2 separate regions of the Cricetulus griseus genome follow, and region 2 is linked to region 1. A link is a contact called in public Micro-C data. All regions are on one chromosome and are shown on one strand. Each heading gives the region's core, a stretch centred on a gene start, on an enhancer-like site or on the middle of the called end of the contact. The rest is flanking DNA. Distances are from core to core; before and after follow the strand shown. Region 1 holds the start of Wdr61 (WD repeat-containing protein 61). Region 2 has its middle 35 kb from the start of Ube2q2.

Evidence for each region. Hi-C and Micro-C count contacts between places; a contact is called where the count stands out from the background.
Region 2: a contact with region 1 is called in a Micro-C map of the CHO-K1 cell line, with 5 times the contacts expected there. The contact joins the enhancer-like site here to the promoter of Wdr61 in region 1. A contact is called at or near these places in 3 of 8 Hi-C or Micro-C datasets (the CHL-YN cell line and the CHO-K1 cell line).

Annotation. Positions count from the first base shown.
Region 1 is chr4:166,352,731-166,356,911 of CriGri-PICRH-1.0, reverse strand. It overlaps Wdr61 (WD repeat-containing protein 61), which reads left to right and starts at 1,858. Exons shown (of 11, transcript XM_027415057.2): 1 at 1,858-1,956.
Region 2 is chr4:166,718,730-166,722,624 of CriGri-PICRH-1.0, reverse strand. No RefSeq gene overlaps it. Among named protein-coding and RNA genes, the nearest start is that of Ube2q2, 35 kb to the left of the region's middle. Within about 2 kb of position 1,979, at least 1 of the 6 cell types and tissues checked has open chromatin away from gene starts, as enhancers often do. A contact at or near this core is called in the CHO-K1 cell line, where this site is marked.

The DNA of each region.
Region 1 (4,181 bases), core at 609-3,108:
ACAAACTCCTGTAAGTTGCCCTCTGACCTCATCCACATACATGTACCTGACCATCTGAATTTAATCCCTTAGGGCCAGCAAGATGGAGCAGAGAACCAACTCCAGAAAGTTGTCCTTTGACCTTCCCATGCTCACTGTGTTGCATATGAAAAAATACACAATGAATGTAATAAACAAACACATTTAAAGAAAAGAGCAAGATGTCTTCAATCTCAGTGATTCTGGAGGCAAAGGCAAGCAGATCTCCATGAGTCTGAAAACAACATGGCCTACATAAGCAAGCTCAGTCAGCGCTATGGAGTAAGACCCGGTCTCAAAAAAAAAAAAAAAAAAAAAATTCACATACATTCAAAAAGGTTAGAATTTTGACAATCTAGTCTGCTCACCTTGACACAAGTGTTCTGTTTTTGTTTTGGTTTGTTTTGTTTTCAGCTTGGGGTTTTTATGGGGGATTTTAGTTGCTTTGTTTCTCTTTTTGCATAGCACTGGTGTACAAATTCAGGGCTTTGCATATGCTAAGCAAGTACTCTACCACTGAGTTACATCCCCTAGCCCTGGACTAAATTTTTCTAAGCCTGTAACACAAGGGTGACCCCTCAGATCCTTCCTGAGGGCCAAGGAATGGGCCTGGGAGATTTGTAATTATGTTGGGCAAATTTATCTAGTTGCTTAGTAAAGTAAACTAGTTATCTAACAGTTTTTTGAAATTGCTATCACTGTATCTAACACTGGGTCCATTTTCCCTCTTGAAATTGTGGAACCAACAAACCTCAGGTATCAATTGAACACCAAAAGGGACTGATTCTGGCCAAAAATAGAGGTATTGGAAGATAAACCCTAACTTCTCCAGCTGTTGAGGGCTTAGAGGCTCTCCATACCTGGTAAAAAGGGGAGGCATAGGCTAATAATACTTGAGGAACACTCACATATTTTTCTGGGATTGGACAGAAAATGTCTCCGGGAATTTGGGTCCTGGCTCTTCTTGCTCTTTATATGGTTCTTTTCAGTCCACAGCATGCAATTGCCAACCGCCATGGAGCTAGGATGTCACTTAGCATACAGATGGAATTACAATGAAGGTAGAGTTAGTACTGCTGTCTCTGAGCCATCTCACATAGAACCAGTTTCTGCTAGCCTACCTGAAGAACTTGCAATTTATGGACACCCTCTACTCATAGAAAAACAGGACTGTAGAAATTCAGTATGTCAAGTACTCCTCTGCATTTCATTGCTTAGCGTTGTTGCTCACAACCCACTAAATTAACACTGGACTCACTCGTAGGTCTTAAATTGAGCTTAAGAACCAACACAGCCGGGTGATGACCTGTAATCTCAGTACTTGGGAGGCTGAGGCAGAACTGACAGCGGTTTAAGGCCAGTTTGAGGCTGCATAGCAAGATCTGGTCTTGAGAAGAAAGAGGAGGAAGGGAGGGGAGCGGGAAGGGAAAAGGGGGGGGGGGAAGAGGAGGTAGAAAAGGAAGAAGAAGCCGGGCATTGGTGGCACACGCTTTTAATCCCAGCACTCGGAGGCAGAGGCAGGCGGATCTCTGTGAGTTCGAGGCCAGCCTGATCTCCAGAGCGAGTGCCAGGATAGGCTCCAAAGCTACACAGAGAAACCCTGTCTCGAAAAACCAAAAAAAAAAAAAAAAAAAGAGGAGGAGGAAGAAAAAAGAAATAGCAGAAAAAGAAAAGAAAAAAATAACCCATGAGGTCATCAGAGAAACTTTCTGAAGCAGATTTGCAGTACCCACGGTACGCGGACGGGGCGTGGTTTCTCCTCTCCTCGCCCACTTTTTGCACCGCCCCCCTCCCCATCTCCGTTGCGCAAAGGCGACAGGAGGCGCTGTGCCTGCAGGGCCCGGGTTAAGAAGAGAGGCCCCGCCCCTTAAGCTCATCCGTGAGCGCCACGGTCGCGTCCCTCTGACGTCAGAGAGCTGTGCGGCGGGCTGTGCAGTGGTGAGTTGGTGTGCTGGGCAGTTGGGTATGGTGGTCGTTGGTACTGCTCCCTGCCGGGACGGGGAGACGGGTGAACAAGGGAGGCTTGGAGGCCGCGACAGCAGGTTTGTTCACGGAGGCTCCAGGGGCCCAGGGGTGACTCCGTGATTGCTTACACCGGCTAACCCGCGAGGCACGAGTCCCGCGGGCAGACAGAAGGCCCTTAGGCGGACTTCTTTTGCATCCAGATAATGTGTTGTGCATCCCGGAAATGAGGCCCGGCTCCTTTGAGGGGGAGGTAGTTTTCTTCTAGATAGAGGACTGTCTTAACACAAGTTCTCCAGTATTTAGCCACGCCATTAGGTAGCAAGCTTCACGTCAAGGCACACTTAGAAATAGAGACTGAGTTCCTTTCAAGTGCCGTATGGTATTGTGCGTTACTAACGTGCCTGAGGAACTTCCATAGAGACAGAGGTTAGTCCCTGGGAACACTGAGGAATGAGCATTGAATTCTAACTGGGAATTTTTTTCTAAAGAGAGAAGGTGGTATAAGAGGAGGCTTCTAGGTGTCTCTTAGTTCTGAAATTGCCTGTCATGAGATGTGGCTTAGCATGAGCTATAGCTTGTATTGTCCTTCTTAGGGACGCTTCCCTCAACCGCTCTAAGCCTCTCTTATCTTGCCAGGAGAATGAAACTGTTTAGAATGCCTACTGAGCAGAGTTAACGAAGGTTCAGTGAGCTAGTTCGAGTAGTATTTAAAATATGGCCTAGTGCAGTACGTTCTCAGTGGCTCAGCCTGATAGAATTGCACACCCTGTTTTGAGGGTAATTTTTTAAAAGTTGGTTCCCTGTAAATCTTCCTACTTTTAAAAGTGTTGCTTTTCCTCTGTTGTCAAATATGAGGTCCGGATTGGCAGAGAGGAGGCTGCCTCACTAAGGGCTGATGCTCAGTCAGAGTTTTCATGGCACTTGTTCAGCCAAAATGACCTTTTTTTCTAGTCTGGGCAAAGCCCTCTTCTTGAGTCACAAATTAGCCCACCTGATTAAGATCTCTTACAGCTGTTTAAAAATCATGTATCTGTTTGATTTCCTGTTCCTGAAAAACCTTTGGTGGCCTTTTTGGTTTGCCAGTTTGAGCCTGGATGCCTGAGGTGTGTGGCCTGTTCAGCTGTCTGAGAATGGAACTGAGGGAGTGGTGAACTTGGATTAGAGACACTTTGTACCCTTGTCTTTCTTAACCTCTCATTGAAATTTAGCATATAATCCCATTATGAGTGCACACAATGAACATACAACATTAAATATGACTTTGTTAATGCTTTAAAGATCATGACATTTCCATGTCAGGATTCTGTGATGGGATTTTGTTGTTGTTTGTTTTGAAACAGGGTCTTGCCACAAAGCCAGGATTAGTGCCTCTAATGTACCAGGATTATGGTATATCTGGCAGGATATACCATATATACCATATATATTCTGACATCATAGTATCTCTTAGACTCTGCCAGTTCTTATTATATAATGTGTTGATAAAGAGCCATGTGTGTTTTGAGAAAATTATTTTCCACATATAGACTATGCCTGGATCCTGTGAATTTGCTTACTCAATAATATTTATTTGTAATCTTTAAAAGACATGTGCAGGGTGTTGAATCTTTGGAGTCACTTGATGCCCAATTTTAAGTCTGCACTCTGCCCTGTTTCTGCTCTAAAGAAAGTGGGCTTTGGAGCCATGCCTTCTCATTTCTGTGTGTGTTTGATGATTAGAGATCCTGTAACCCTCTGGCATATTGTGGGAATGTTATCCCATGCTCTTATCCAGTGCAGGAAAGCTCTGATGAGTCTTAAGAGAGAAAATAAATACATTAGTCTTCATTTAGTCTGAGTTCAACATTAGTGAATTAGTAACACATAGTCATTCAAACAGAATCACACATAAAACATAGCTACATATTGAGCAGTTGACAGAAATGTGCCCAGAGGCTTTCGGTGATCTGCTTCTGGTCTCCAGAGGAATGGTTTGTTACTGCCCATTTGTAGTGACTATAGAACATAGCTGCCACAGAGAGTGACAACATACTAGGTTTCCTTTCTAATGTTGTGTATTTTATGTATTTGAAAACAATCAGAGAGAGGGTTTATAGGTTTTACAAGTCTGCTAGCAGTAGTGCACAAAATAATATAAGACCTTGGGCAGGTGGCTCAGTAAATGCACTATTGCCAAGCCTGACACCCAAGCTCATTAC
Region 2 (3,895 bases), core at 730-3,229, 370 kb before region 1:
GAGACCATCCTCTCAACCCCTCTTACTGGAGACCACTTAGAAAAGTATCTGGAGAGATGGCTCAGGGGTTAAGAGCACTAGCTGCTCAGAGGTCCTGAGTTCAATTCCCAGAAACCACATGGTAGCTCACAACAAGAGGTCTGGTGCCCTCTTCTGGCATGCAGACATATATGTAGGCAGAACACTATATGTAACAAAAATACACAAATTTTAAAAAGCAAAAGTTGTCCATGACAGTATAGAGCAATACTGCACCGAATTGTAGCTTCATCTGAGTTTGTATCCTAACTAAGGTCAAACTAAAAATAAAACATGGGACCAGTAAGATGACTCAGCGGATAAAGGTGCCCTCTGCCAGGGACCTGAGTTTAATCCTCAGGACCTGCGTGGTGGAAGGAGAGAACTGACTCCTGCCCATTGTCGACCGGCCTCCACATGATTGCCATGTCATGCACATTCTCCTGCTCACTCAAAATAAATAAAAAATGTGACAAAAAATTAAAAGAAAAAAAGGCTACATAAATTAGGTGAACTTTAACAAAATGATGCAAAAACCTACAGGGTAATCAAAAGTAAAATTGCTTATTTCTAGATTTTCTTCAAATGCCTTTGTGCTTTTGCACACAGGCAAGGGGGGCCATGCATTAACTGGTGCCCTATGTGTGCAACTTGCTCTGTCTACTGGACTGTATGGCAGTGTGTGATAACCGAAGTTTTGGCCAGTTAAGACAGAACCGTCAGCTCCCTCTGGGCATGATTTGTGTGTGTATATAGAGGCCAAAGGCTGACATGGGGTTTCCTGCTCTACCATGCTTTGCATTCTTCCCTGAGACCCCAGTGAGTTCTTAACTCTGCCCACACCAGTGCTAGTGTGGCAAGTGTGACCGTGCCTGGCTTTTCTCCCTGAGGTTGTTGGGATCTGAACTTAGGACCTCATGCTTGCATGGGTGCTTTTACCCACTAATCCACATACCCAGCCCAACTTCTGAGTATTATTTGAATTATACTTCCTGTTGGTGTTTGGTGAAGGGAAACAATCCTCGGATGAGCTTGTCATTATCCAGTGGCACCCCAGAGCCTGCTTGGCAAAAGGGTATCTTTGGCAAGAGGCTGGGTACAGTCCCTCCAGAGAGAGGACCCTCAGTTAGAAGAAGGAGTCATAAATCCAAAAGCACATTTACAGGCAGGATAAATGTAGGTAAGGAAACCTCCTATGGATAGAAAGAAACTTCACAGACCCAGTCATTCTGTGAAGAACACCTGAGAAATTGCCAGCACAGCAGTCTCTTGTCTGCACCACCCAAGGCCTTTGAGGACCCTGAGATCTGTTTTGACAAATTTTATCAAACAGTCACAGTCAGGGTCAGTTTACGTCCTAGGAGATTTTCCATATTAATAATCCCAGGCCAAAGGAAAGATATTGTCTTCATTCACAACTCAGCCTTATGTGGTTGGTCAATAATAGATTTCTCCCCCCCCCCCCCCCGCATGGGGCTTTTGTGTTTTTACAATTTTTAAATATTGCTGAAATATTTGAAATTAGGGCCTGCTTCATAAAAGGTCCCGAGTTCAAATTTCAGCAGAGAAGAGTACTTTGTAGCTCACCCTGATCCTGCTAACTCTGCTCAGCTTGCAGGCTACAGCAGGGTTGTCACTATCCTGTGCATTAAATAGACTTTCTTTTCCCTTCTCTAAAATTACATATAACAAGAGTGAGCAAAAAGACTTGGCTTGGTTGACTTCAGCTGGGTCCTCCGGATTCCTTAATCTGGGCTTCACTTCAGGTTCTACAGCCTGAGTATGACAGATTGAGTGTTAGCCTAGCCAAAACCACGGCTTGTGGCGGGGGAGGCAATTCCCCAACATGTCCTGCAGGTGGCACCAGAACAACACGGAAGGTGACCTCCCCATTCCAGCCCTCTCAGGGAAGGACAGTGTGTGTGGGGGGGGGGGGGGGGGAGGAGCAGAGCCGGACTAGGGCGAGTGAGGCGGGCAGGGGCGGGACCTAGACCAGGCCGGTGTAACTGTTCACCCCTAGGCTGGGTGAATTCCTGGTTGCACAAAGCGGACTGTCAGTCTCAGTCTACCCATTCAAAAAGCTGGGTCCTTTGGCCAGTTTCATCTGTGGAGGACGTTGATGTGGTTAGCACCCAAATCTACGCATTTCCGAGAGTGGAAAGGGGCACTAAAGAATTAGAGGACAAGAGGTGTAAACTTACTTGTCCCTGACGAACCGGAATGCATGTTCACCGACCCTCTGGTCACCTTTTCTTCTGTTTCCACCTTTCCTTTCGTTTAGTTTCCCCATTACAAACATCTAACCGTTCTGTCCTAGGCGTCCCCCTGTCTTCGAAGATGATATCGTATGGTGGGCATCACCCCTGCAGCTTCTGGTGTCTAATCACGGGCTCCCAGGACTTCAAGTAGTTTCTAGTCAGAACACCGCCTCTCCGTGGTGACCTTTACCTCAATTTCTGCCTCTTCTGGTTCTCCTTACTAAATTTATTCCTCTAATTTTGTTCTGAGTGGCCTCCTTTATCTCCGAATTTAAGTATACTGGTTTATCGAATTGCAAATAGACAAGTCCCATCCCATTAGTCCATTCAACCCCGAATTAGCATGCAATTTATCCCTTGTTTCTGAACCCTCTTCAGTTAATAGCCCACAAACATCCATCCACAGCAGAACGGGTTCAAACTTTCCTCAAGTCCAATTTTAGATGTTTTGTTGCTATCCAAGCAAGGGATTTGTCTGAAGGAGTCTTTTGTTGAAAGTCCTGTCCTAGAACTTGTTTTTATAGCTGCATTGTGCTAGTTAATGGTCTCTCTGGCATTCATACATTGCTACAAATGGCCTGGGGTTTCTGTCCTAACATAAATCTAAGCTAGAGATTGTGGGTTTATCTCAACAACAGAGTTATGAGAAGCTTCAGAAATCACTGAAACCCTTCTCTTCTAAGAAGGACCTCGGGGTCACTAGCACATGACAAGTGAGAAATAGGGCTGTAAATATATAAAATCCAAGGAGAGGTCATATTCAGAGACAAGATTTTTTTCTTTCTTCCCCCCTTTGGTGTGGGTGTTTGTTTGAAATTGAATAGTGCTAAGTAGTCCAAGAATGAACTTACCCATTGCCTTTCCTTTTCAGTAAAATGTCTCTTCTGTTACCCCAGTGTTTGTATTTCCTGAAATTCATGTTGAAACTTAATCTCTATGTGATGACATTGGGAGACAATGACATTAGTAGATGATTACATTCGTAAGAATAGGAAAGGGTAGGCAGTTTAGGGTTAGAGGTCTAAGTCAGGTCCTTGGCTGGAAGCCAGGAACAGCTAGTCCTGAATAGAGGCCAGAAATACCAGAAGGGCTCTGGTCATTGGTCTGATTCCTGATTGATTTGGGGTCTCAGCTCTTGAGGGAGGGATGTTACAGGTATCTTCAGCCTTGGAAGCCATTGATAGGCCCCACCTTGTGTTTTCCTTTTAATTCTAGAAAGGGAAGCTGTATGCAGAGGTTGCCAGGGCTACACAGAACCTAGGGCTACATAGGAAAAACCCTGCCTCAAAAAAATCAAAAATCAAAAAAAGAAAAGAAAACAAAACCAAACCAAAACAGAATAGAGCCTAAACTCTGCCCCGGCCCTGGATATGGAGACCGGGCATTTTAAGTTACTCATACATTGCACACTACTCTCTCCCTTTAAGAGTTAATTCACCTGGCCCTGTCAATCATCTGGCCAAGAGCACCCCCTCCCCCAAAGGGAAGCTAATTCACCTAAAAACATCTTAAGAGCATTAGAGGACTAATTATCTCCTCAGTGAGCTCATGCACTCATCCTCCCCAGAACACTAGGATCCAATAGTTTCTGCTAGTCTCTAAAGGCAGCAGGCACACAT